2 separate regions of the Rattus norvegicus genome follow, and region 1 is linked to region 2. A link is a contact called in public Hi-C data. All regions are on one chromosome and are shown on one strand. The core of a region is the stretch at or near the end of the contact, and the rest is flanking DNA. Distances in the headings are between cores, read along the strand shown. Region 1 holds the start of Pim1 (Pim-1 proto-oncogene, serine/threonine kinase). Region 2 holds the start of LOC108349043 (a long non-coding RNA gene).

What was found. Hi-C and Micro-C count contacts between places; a contact is called where the count stands out from the background.
Region 1: a contact with region 2 is called in a Hi-C map of liver, with 2.1 times the contacts expected there. The contact joins the promoter of Pim1 here to the enhancer-like site in region 2. A contact is called at or near these places in 3 of 12 Hi-C or Micro-C datasets (frontal cortex, liver and mammary epithelial cells).

Annotation. Positions count from the first base shown.
Region 1 is chr20:7,553,665-7,559,262 of GRCr8, forward strand. It overlaps Pim1 (Pim-1 proto-oncogene, serine/threonine kinase), which reads left to right and starts at 2,832. Exons shown (of 6, transcript NM_017034.1): 1 at 2,832-2,916; 2 at 3,010-3,116; 3 at 3,212-3,262; 4 at 3,362-3,728; 5 at 5,482-5,598. The coding sequence starts at 2,835.
Region 2 is chr20:7,500,385-7,506,231 of GRCr8, forward strand. It overlaps LOC108349043 (a long non-coding RNA gene), which reads left to right and starts at 556. Exons shown (of 2, transcript XR_010061023.1): 1 at 556-3,250; 2 at 3,852-4,640. LOC134483869 (a long non-coding RNA gene) reads right to left here. Exons shown (of 2, transcript XR_010061024.1): 2 at 3,213-5,847. LOC102547357 (a long non-coding RNA gene) reads right to left here and starts at 595. Exons shown (of 3, transcript XR_362054.5): 1 at 1-595. Within about 2 kb of position 4,102, at least 22 of the 93 cell types and tissues checked have an H3K27ac peak or open chromatin away from gene starts, as enhancers often do. A contact at or near this core is called in liver, where this site is marked.

The sequences.
Region 1 (5,598 bases), core at 1,582-4,081, 52 kb after region 2:
TATGTACAGGTAGTTTTTTGTTGTTTGAAGACAAGATCTTTTGCGTCTCCGACTGACTTTGAACTTTTGATCCTTCTGCCTCTGCCTCCTTTGTCCTGGGATCAGGGGCAATGCCCAAGGTACCATTCACGTATTGCTGGGAATCGAACCCAGGATTTTATGTCTGGCAAGCAAATACTCTACCCACTAAACAGCATCCTCTGACCAGAAAGATTTTTTTTTCCTTTGTAATAACCCCACATGACTGTCAGATGGGTGGAGGAGGGACAGTGAATGAAGACTTGGGAGTTTGTCCAGCAACAATGTGCAAATACGACGTGTTCCTCGTTCAGAACGCAGGGCTCTGGATAAGAGGAGAGAGGTCTGGCGCCTGGCGCGTAGCTCAGGGGCAGGGTGCACGTGTAGGACTCTGGATTTATTTCCCAACATCAAACACATTCCGAGAAGAGGACAGGGCCCTTTGGACAGGTGGACTTGGTTTTCAGAGTCACAAAGCCCGGAATGTGCTGGGAGATTGAAAACAAGTGGAAATAGTCTTGTTTAGACAGAGCTGAGGACCTGATGGGACTGGAGGTACACTGGTGTTTTTAAAGTAATTTATTTATAGACAGATTTTTCTCTATGTAGACAAGGCTGGCCTGGACCAGAATGCTGGGCCCAATTCTAGGCATACCTGTTTTCTGATGCCCTGTTCAATGCCAGTGTCACAGGAGTTTAAAGGAAAGCTCTGAACCCTCAGGAGCAGAATTTGGGTCATTCCCCAGCCTGTCGTATGACCCTGTGTCATCCCACTTACGATTCATTTTCCTATCTGCAAAAAAGGAAGTAACTCTTGTTCCCCTGGGTTTTTCTCCTTTCGTCATCAGAAATGAATGAGCTGGGCCACAGAACAAAAACAAAAGGGAAATATGTAATGTTTTGTTACGGAGTCTCTGGGTATCTTTATAAGCACCACGGAAAACTTGTAAAGGAAGCCTTTAAACACGTTAATGACTACATCTGTAACAGGCTTTGTAACAGGCTCGACAGTCTGCTCCTTTCAAGATCTCTCGGACCGCCCCCCTCCCAAAAAAAAGCAAAAATAACGAAAATGGGGTGTAGCTGGCTTTCAATGACTCCCTGCCACTAGCATCTCAGTGTATAGGTTACACAGAATGAGAGTCTCCCAATTTCACACGTCGTTATCAACTCTCCCTGAAGTTTAAAAGGACAAAAGACGCGGTATTTCCACGTGCACGTGGGGCCTTTCCTTTGAGACAAGGCTCCGGTCCCGGGCCAAGAATAGCTGGTATCGCCTGACTGCTAATACCAAGCTGATGAGAAAGAAGGTGACTACAGGAGCAACCTCTGATTAAACCCAGCGGCACCCTCCCACCCTCGCCCGCGATCAGGAATTTTCCTGCTCCTCCCGCCCTCTCGGAAGGGGCTGAGGCAGCATCTGGCAGGAGAGAGCTAACATTTGTGTCGTGATTTTCTCTCTCCCAGGCGCTCGGACCCGGATCCTTTCTGAGGGGATCAGAACCTTCTGGTATCTTATGATTTTCTTTTTCGTTTTCTAAATTGAGAATCTTTTGTCACCCGCTCCTCGCAGCCCAGGTTCCCCCCCCCCCAACTCCCCTCGCAGGCCTGTGACTCCCTCGGTGTGCAAACGCCGGTGACTCACGTCTTGCACAGCCCTTCGCCCCCCGAAACACAATCGCCACCCCCGGGATCTAGCCCACAGTGCATCGTCAACCCACCCCAGCAGCCTTGGAGGTCTCCCGGCTGAGTCACACCAGAGGACCACCCTGGTCGGCATCCACACACACGCGGTCCCCCTGCTCATGGCCTCCGCGCCGGCCACACCAACGCCCTTCCATTCCTCACAACTTGCTACGCTCCAGCTCCAACCCTCGACCCCCCACCACACCCCAAATCTCCGGGAAACGCAGAGCCGGCGGAGCTGGCCTCGGGCGGCCTTTGATGGCTTTGTTATTGTTTGGGTTTGAATCGATACGCCCCTCCCCATCCTTCCTCCCCCGGCCGCGCGCGCCACCCAGCTCCCCGCCTCCCTGCACGCCCAGCGCCCCTCCCCCTCCGTTTTGGCGCCTTTTCCTTCCCGCCACGTCGTGGCGGCGTTAGCGACCATTCTGACCGCGAGGCGCGGGGCGGGGCCCGGGCGGGGCCCGCAACGCCTTATGCAGATCAGGCCGCTTATGGTTGGCTGCAGCCTCGCCCGGGGGCGGGGCCGAGGCCGAGGGGTGTAGCTGCGAGGGGGCGGAGCGGAGGGGAGCGGCCCTGGTCCCGCCGCCTCCCCGCCCCCTCTCCGCCCTCCGCCGCCGCGCCAGCCCGGCTCCCCACCTCGGCCTCCCGGAGAGGCCCCGCCCCGTCCCCGCCCGCCGCGCGCGCCCTCCCCAGCGGCGCGCTCCGCCCCTTTACTCCTGGCGGCGGGGCGAGCCGGGCGTCTGCAGCAGCGGCCGTGGCGGCGGAGGAGGCTGGAGGGGAGTCGGCAGCGCCGGCGGCGGGATCAGCAGTAGCAGCAGCAGCAGCAGCAGCAGCAGCAGCAGCAGCAGCAGCAGCAGCAGTCACAGTCAGCAGCAGCCCTGGGTCCCGCGGCGCCTCTCGCCCCGCCGCCTTCCGCACTGCCTGACCCGGCCGGCGAGCCCTCCTGCCGCCAGCCCCGCCAGCGCCCTCAGTCGTCCTCCGACTCGCCCTCGGCCTTGCGCGCCAGCCGCAGCCCGAGCCGCAACACCACCCGCAGTCTGAGTCCGGGCCGTCGGCTCAGCCCCAGCTCGCTCCGCCGCCGCTGCTGCTCGTCCCGGCACCGGCGCCGCACCGACACCCTGGAGGTGGGGATGCTCCTGTCCAAGATCAACTCCCTGGCCCACCTGCGCGCAGCGCCTTGCAACGACCTGCACGCCAACAAGCTGGCGCCGGGTGAGTGTCCCCACCCCACCCCGGGCGCGCGGGTCGTTGGGGGGGACCCCCGCGTGGGCCGCGCGCGCTTAGTGTCCCGTGCCTCTCTCCCAGGCAAAGAGAAGGAGCCCCTGGAGTCGCAGTACCAGGTGGGCCCGCTGTTGGGCAGCGGTGGCTTCGGCTCGGTCTACTCGGGCATCCGCGTCGCCGACAACTTGCCGGTGAGTGGGCAACCCCGCCTTGGGGAGGGCGCGCGGAGGGATGCTTTGAGCTGGAGGGTCTGATGGAGACTCGGGGGGTCTGTCTTTTCCTCCAGGTGGCCATCAAGCACGTGGAGAAGGACCGGATTTCCGACTGGGGGGAACTGGTGAGTGAGCCAGAGCCCGAGACCCTCGCCCGGGTGGGTGGGTGGTGACGGGCGTGCCGGAACCGGCGCGCTAACCCTCGCCCTCACTCACCCTTGCAGCCCAACGGCACCCGAGTGCCCATGGAAGTGGTCCTGCTGAAGAAGGTGAGCTCGGGCTTCTCGGGCGTCATTAGACTTCTGGACTGGTTCGAGAGGCCCGATAGTTTCGTGCTGATCCTGGAGAGGCCCGAACCCGTGCAAGACCTCTTCGACTTCATCACCGAGCGAGGAGCCCTCCAGGAGGAGCTGGCCCGGAGCTTCTTCTGGCAGGTGCTGGAGGCCGTGCGGCATTGCCACAACTGCGGGGTTCTCCACCGCGACATCAAGGACGAGAACATCTTAATCGACCTGAACCGCGGCGAACTCAAACTCATCGACTTCGGGTCGGGGGCGCTGCTCAAGGACACAGTCTACACGGACTTTGACGGTGAGCCAGGCCCCGGGGAGGGAGCTCTGCCCAAGGTGCCGGCTTGGAAGCCTCCGGCGGCCTCGGCTCCGGCCCTTTGTAAAGGTCATTGGGCCGCCTGGCTCAGAGCTGGCAGGGGTGGGGCAGAGGCGAGCTTCCCGGCATAGCACAGCCGGGGATTTCAAGCTGGTTGAAAACCTGCAACAAGCATTTCTGGCGTGATTGGTTTTTTTGTTGTTGTTGCTGCTGCTGCTGTTTGCTTGTTTTTCTTTTTGGTAGGAATTTAGTAAATTCCATGCTTTCCCCGTGAATAAGAGGTCGTGGGCAATCCGGCTGTAGCCCAGATTTCTAAAGTATGACCCACTTTTCTCGCCAGTAGGAGGTGGAGCCGGTGGTGGCGGGAGACTTTAGTGCCGGGTTCTTTTTGTTTGTTTGTAGTTTTGTTTTTGTGTGGGAGTTTTAAGGTAGTTCGTAGAACTGCCGGGTTTTGTTTTGTTTTGTTTTTGAGGGCAAAGGACTAAGAGCCGCGGTTCACTCCACTCGGGGGTATTGTGGGGTGACGAGGCCTGGGACGAATGTTGTGAAATTAGATCTGTTGCTGGTTTGAAAATTAGTTGGGTGTCTCCTCAGGGAGGCTGAAAACCTATCTATCCTAGGGAGGGGCTTGGATCGCGTTCTTTCAGAAAAGGAGGGGAGGGAATAGTAGATCAAAGCACGAGGGTGGGTCATGATCTGAGCGGCTCACCCCAACAAACTACGTCCTTTCAAAACTTGTGACTCTGGCTTGTGGTTTGAATTTCTTTGGAGGATGCTGGGCTGGGCTGCATTTTTTGTATTTAACAGTTAATGGCTGGCTGAGTCCTCCCCTGTGTTTTCCTCCCCTGGGCAAGCCTTTACTGCCCCCTGTTGGGCACCTTGAGGTTAGCGCCTTTTTTTTTTTTACTACCCAAAGTTTGTAAACAGGAATCACGTGGTCTGAAACCAGCCCTGCAATCGTACCTTTCCAGTTTGGGGAGGAAAGAGTGTAGGTGTCCGGGGCCTAAAACCCAGAGGAGAGGGGTTGGGGATTTAGCTCAGTGGTAGAGCGCTTGCCTAGGAAGCGCAAGGCCCTGGGTTCGGTCCCCAGCTCCGAAAAAAAGAACCAAAAAAAAAAAAAAAAAAAACCCAGAGGAGAGTTTCCAAAGCACACCCTGACTTCAGTGTTGTGTATAAGGGTCCTTAAGTGGCCCGTTCTAGATGAGACTAATCTGGCAAAGTCTTTGGAGTCGTTGTAGTTCAAGGTTATCCCGCTGAGTGATTAGGGCCTCCACGATTCAGCTTTTCGCTGCCTCTGTCTTTTGGGCCAGTGTGTAAAGGATTTGGGTTTAGGGTTTGGGTTCCTGGATAGGTACCATATCACTTGTCTGGACCAAAGAGGCAGAGATGTAGTGTAAATAATGTGTATGATTGTTTTAAAGTTCAAAGTCTTGCCTTCTGAGACCTGGGATTCAAGGCATGTGCTGCCCAATCCAAGCCAGGCACTGCCTTTAAGAAGTATTTTAAAGCCTGGTGGTGGTGGTGGTGGTGGTGGTTCATGCCTTTAATCTCAGCACTGGGAGAGGTAGGCAGATCTCCAGGGCAGCCTGGCCTACAGAGTGAGTCCCAGGACAGTCAAGGCTACACAGAGAAACTCTGTCCCGAGGAAAAAAATCTTTAAAGAAGGGCTCTGGGCTCCGACCGTTTGCTTTGTTTATTTTTGCTAATGCCGGCTTCTTTCTATTCCCTCTGCTGGTAGGAACCCGAGTGTACAGTCCTCCAGAGTGGATTCGCTACCATCGCTACCACGGCAGGTCGGCTGCTGTTTGGTCCCTGGGGATCCTGCTCTATGACATGGTCTGCGGAGATATTCCAT
Region 2 (5,847 bases), core at 2,852-5,351:
TAAAAACAAAAACCTTTAAAGCATTTGCTTCTCATCCATAAACAAAAGCCAGTCTCCCCGGAAGGCCGTGAGAAGTCCAGCCTGCAGAGGTTACAAACTCTGAGATCCTCCACTCCGCCGGGCAATAGAAGATAAGAACATGACCTATGACAAATCGCCATAGAACAAGACTCTGACACATGCCAGCCGAGGGACAGTCAGTGCCACGGAGGCCAGAGCTGAGGGAGGGCAGAACAATAGATGAGTCACAGTACATGTGTCATGCTTGCTCAAGGTATAATGGGATTGTTGGGTAACAGAACAATGTCACAAGGCATGATGAGCCGAGGGCATGCCTTGGAGGGTGATGGCCAGCATCGGATTCTGAAGACAAGTCGGATGGGGGTTGTTAGAGCTTACTGCTGCTGGAGTACAGCTGAGTAAGGGTTTGCAGTGTTTAGAGCTGGCTTGCACGTCCCTGGATGACCTCACTCAAGCAACCCTGCACCTGACCCTCAGAGGTCATCTTTTTATTATTATTATTATTATTTTTAATTTATTTTTATTTTTATTTTTGAGACAGTGTCTTGTATGGTCCAGACTGGACTGGGCTCTCCCTATGTAGCGAAAGCTGTCCTTGAACTGCCAATCTTCCTGTCTCAGTGAGAAGGAAAAAGAACCGAGGCAGCTGAAGAAATGGTCCAGTTGGTAAAGCGCCCACTCTACAAGCGCGAGGCCCTGCGTTCAGATCCTCGGCACTGAGAAAAAAAAGGAAGGAAAAGAAACACACATGTTCTGGGGCTGGAGAAATGCTTCAATAGTAGGGTCCCTTGTGTGGGATCCAAATCCAGTTCCATCACCTACAACTGCTTGTAACTGCGGCTCTGGGGAACCTGATGCCCTCTTCTCTGCCCTCTTCTCGCCTTTGAGGGCAACTGCATGCGTGTGCAGAGACACACGCAAACATTTAAAACTTTTTTTAAAATTTTTATTTATCTAATGTATATTACAGATGGTTGTGAGCCACCATGTGGTTGCTGGGATTTGAACTCAGAACCTCTGGAAGAGCAATCAGTACTCTTAACCACTGAGCCATCTCTCCAGATCCCAGCACTCGGGAGACAGACGCTGGCTTACCTCTGAGTTCAAGGCTAGACTGGTCTACATGACTTACCTGTAACCTGCCTTAGCTCTCTTGCCCCAGCTGGGATGCAACTGGATTGACAGCCCAGGGACTTGACAGCCTTCGTGCTGTTTTGGAGGCCCACGCTCCCAAAGTTCTTTCCTCGGGGTACCTTTCTGTTCCGTTGCCCTTTTCCTTTTTTTTTTTTTTTTTTTTTGGTTCTTTTTTTCCGGAGCTGGGGACCGAACCCAGGGCCTTGCGCTTCCTAGGTAAGCGCTCTACCACTGAGCTAAATCCCCAACCCCCCCCCCCCCCCGTTGCCCTTTTCCAGATCAAAAACTTCAGTGCGTGCCTCTACGGGTGGACCCTAGGTCTCATGCCTATGGTTTAGCTGCAAGGGTTTCTGGGAAAGTAAATAATCTGTCCTTTACTTTGGGGAAGTGGGATTTACGACGTCAGAAAACCCCACACACAAGAAAGTTGATCAAAGGGTTCTGGTTGCTCATAAGAGGCAACAAATGTCACCTAAACTGTGGCTTGGCTTACTCCTCCTCGAACACGGAATGGCCTAATTATCGCAACAGAGTCTCATATAGGCCAGGCTGACCTCAAACCCACTTTGTAGCTAAGGATGACCTTGAACTCTTCATCCTCCTACGTCCTGCTGGAATCAGAGCCCTGAGCCGCCACACCTGCCCTTCCTTCCGTGGCGCTGTGGGAAGGAGTTGAGGGTGTATGGTGGGGCTGGAGAGACGGATTAGCAGTTAAGAGCGCTTTCTGCTACCGCAAGGCATCAGAGTTTAGCTCCTAGCACCCACATGAGGTGCCTTATAAACTCTACCTTTAACACCAGCTTTAGGGGATCTGATGCCCACACAGAGGAACCAAAAAAATGTTAATGTAAGCCAGCTATGGTGGAGGTGCACACCTCTAGGCAGAGGCAAGTGGATCTCTGTGGGTTTGAGATCAGCCTGGGCTACAGAGCAAGTTCCAGGCCAGTCAAGGCCGTGTAGAAGTACCCTGCATCAAACCAAGCCAAACAAAAACAAAACCTAAAAAACCCTAGCGACTAAAGAGGTGGGACAGTTGGAAAGCAAGCTCCCTGCTCCTGTGGAGGACCCCAGTTCAATTCCCAGCCTCTCACAACTGTCGGTTACTCCAGCGCTCCTGGGAATCTCTGACACACCTGAGACAGGCCTGCACTCACATGTATACATCCATACACACACCCTGGCCCAGACACTCACACGTAAACATAAATTATAAGGTAGACGGACAAGGTTTTGAAAGAATGAAGTAAATAAGCATCGACTGGTGACCACAGGCCACCTGTCTTCCCAGCCCCTCAAACCCGGGTCAGATCTCGGTGTCATGCACATTTTCCATCACAGCCCAATTCCATTCTGTTGATTATCTGATGAATGTCTGCCTTCCCTGGCCTACGGGGAGCTCACACTGCTGTCCTAGACCTAGGAAGACCGACAAGGCTCAGCCACACCAGGTCAGGGCCCGGCTGCAGGGCAGAAAGGGGCTGAGACCCATCACAAAGACAGTCTGCAGCCTCCTGCCTCCCAGTCCCCAGAGAGGAGCAGCTGATGGGTTTCTGGAGCTCTCCAATCCAATTATTGCCCCCTCCTCTCTGGTGGAGGCCGAGCTGCCACGCCCTTCCCCGAGGTGGAGACTGGTGGGAAGGGAGAGGGCGATGCTGAATTCTGCACATCGTGACCCAGCACCTCCTGGCAGCAGGCTGGCTCACCGTTACCCCGAGGCTGCTATGACAGCGCCCGTTTCCAGGCGACTGTTCTCGGGGAATGGTCTGTTTTGGCAACCAGAGGGCCCCTGGGTAAAGGGGCCTCCGTAGGCCGTACCATTTGCATAGCAACCTCCTCCCTCCCACGAGCAACTCTGCGACATGCGACAGCCGGGGCGCCCGCCCCTGTCCTCGGCCTGGCCCGCCCCGCGGCTCAGCTCCCGCAGCCCTGTCACAGCCTGCGTCCTCTGGGAGCAGCGGCTACCCGCCCAGCCAGTGTATTTCCGGAGAGGCTTGGTACCCTGGAGACCAGGGGAAGTGATGCTGGGGGGCGGGGGGGGGCACAAAACACAAATGGGGGAGGGGCGATGAACTATAATCTTTCAAACCAGAGTCTGGTAGGCATCCCAAAGCGTTGTGGATAAGGGAGGGTGGATCACAAATGTTTATTTAGGTAATCCGGGAGCGTGGCCCTGGTTGGTACTCAGAAAATGCCTTTTGGGCCAGGTCATTGGTACGAATTTGGAAAGGGTGGTTTGGGGGGGGGGGACAAAACACTGATTTTTTATTATTATTATTTTTGAGACAGTTTGTTATGTAGCCCTTGCTGGCTGCTCTGTAGACCAGGCTGGCCTCGAACTCAGAGAAATCCACCTACTTCTACCTCCTAAGTGCTGGAATTGGAACTGGCCCAATACTGACTTGTTCGCTTGTCTTTTACTGTTAGAATTTACTAATTTTTTTTTTCTTGAAGAGCTTTTTTTTTTAAAAACTCTAAGTGGTATATATTAACCATGGATAATCGTAGATTTCATCATGACATTTTTGTACATGCATAGAATATATTCTGGTATTGGTCATAGCCCCATTTATATATATACTTATATATAATATATAGATATTAAATATATATAGAAATATATATTTAAATGTATATATCCTACCTAGAAATACCTGCTGGTGATGTTTTGGAGAAAAAAAATTGTCAAATGCTTGCAGGGGAGCTGGCCTATCTAATTTGAAGAAACTGAAAGAGAATCCTTGGAACCCTCGCTCCTTCGGGTGCACACCCACCCCATTCCAGCAGACGCACACACGCCCCGCCCGAACAAGTCCACGATGCCAGGCTGGACCTTCAGAGCACAGGAACCGCCCAAGGACACTTGCCTTGACTGGAACCCAAGCGGAGGCTGGGCAGAGGCAGGTCACCCCAGCTGAGTGATCACATTACCCTGGCAGCTGTCCAAGGGGCAGTTCCCAGCTGCACCTGTTTGTAGGACGACCGCTTTTATCAGTATTGACACAGCAGCGGGTCTGGGAACAGCATTGCAATAAATAAATGGAGGGGGGTGCAGGCGGGACAGGGGCAGAGCCACTGAGGCCAGCAGAAAGGGATGAGGTCTTTTGCTGATTGTCAGCACTTTCAGTTCAAATACCACCACCACCCCCTCTCCCTCCCTGGAACCTCTAAAGATCCTGCAGGCTGACTTGTGCCTAAGAGCCCTGGGTCTTAAAGAGATAGAATTGCAGAATCACCTTAGGCTCTCTTCACGTCTAGCTCAACGATTAAGAGCAGCGGCTGCTTCTGCAGACAACTTAGGCTCTGTCTGCAGCACCTGTAGGGGCGGCTTGCAACCACCTACGTGTGACTCCAGTTCCAGGGGATCTAATGTCTTCTTCTGATCTCAGAATGAAACAGGAACCCACATGGCACACGGATATCCATGCGGGGGGGGGGGGGGAACACTGATAAATATAAGATAAAAATAAACCTTAAAACAACAAGAAGCTTCCTCACACCCAGCATCTGCAGTCAACCGATCTCAAGGTTACTCAGAGTCCTTAGCTAATATTTAGTTTGTCTAGGACCTGGGCGGGAAGGGGATTCCTTCCGACTTCAGCATGGGAGAAAGCAGTACAATTAGAAAGCACTTTTTTTTTTTTTTTTTTTTTTTGAGCTAATCGAACCTAGAATGCAGAAACCGGCTGAGCGATTCGAGGTGTGTTCACCAATCGGACAGAAGCTCGACTAGAAGCTTCAGGGAAAAAATGCAAAACCAAGCAAATCCAGACTGATGAGCAGACTCAGTTTGTAGAGCGTGCTTAGCGTCCGAGAAGCTCTTGGTTGCATCCCCCAACGCCACAGAAGTCAGGACGGTCTCGTGCGCTTGCGATCCTAGCACTAACAGAGTTAAAAGCAAGAAGATCTACAAGTTCAAGGTCATCTCTCCTTACGTAGTGAGTTCAAGATCAGACTGAGCTGTCAGATACCTACCCAGTCAAACAAAACGACAAGTCTGGCCGTAAATTGAGTCTATTCTAGAAATGGGAAAGAGGTGGGGGCTAACAGTGTCCAGAAAGGACAGCCGAAGTTACCCGTATGGTAACCACAACCCTGTTCTGGTCTCCTGGGCTTCCTCACCTCTGCTCTAGAATGGCCAGGTACAAAAAGGCATAAACAGAGCAGCCCATCTGAGGCCTCCTACCCACGCCCAGAGAGAAATTGCCTCTGTTAGAACTGCCAGAGTTGAGTCACTCAAATGCCACAGACAGGATGGCAGGTCTCCAAGGGGCACTCGGGTGCCAGTTGCCAGGCTACTGGGTTCTAAGCCCAGCCCTTACTCACACCCACCAGTTCCGAGGCTGTGGGAGGCTATTTTGCTGGTACAGTCCCGGCGTTCCCAGTCTGAGGTGGAGAAATCACACCCACCCAGTGTGTGGTGCTTCATCATTTCAGCACTTAGGCATCATTATCCTTAGTGACATTGGGGACCCCATCACGGCCGTCTCTATGTCCTCACATAAAGTTGGTACTCGGAGATGACCTCATGGACCGATGAATGAATGAATGAATGGCCCTCAAGACGTTAAAATCTGGCGTGGGGGTGTAGACCAGTCCTTAGAGTGCCTGCCAAGTGTTCAGGAAGACCTGGGTTCGATTCCCAGCTGCACATAAGATCCACCAAGGGCACCAGAGCCTGGCTGGCTGTGCAAC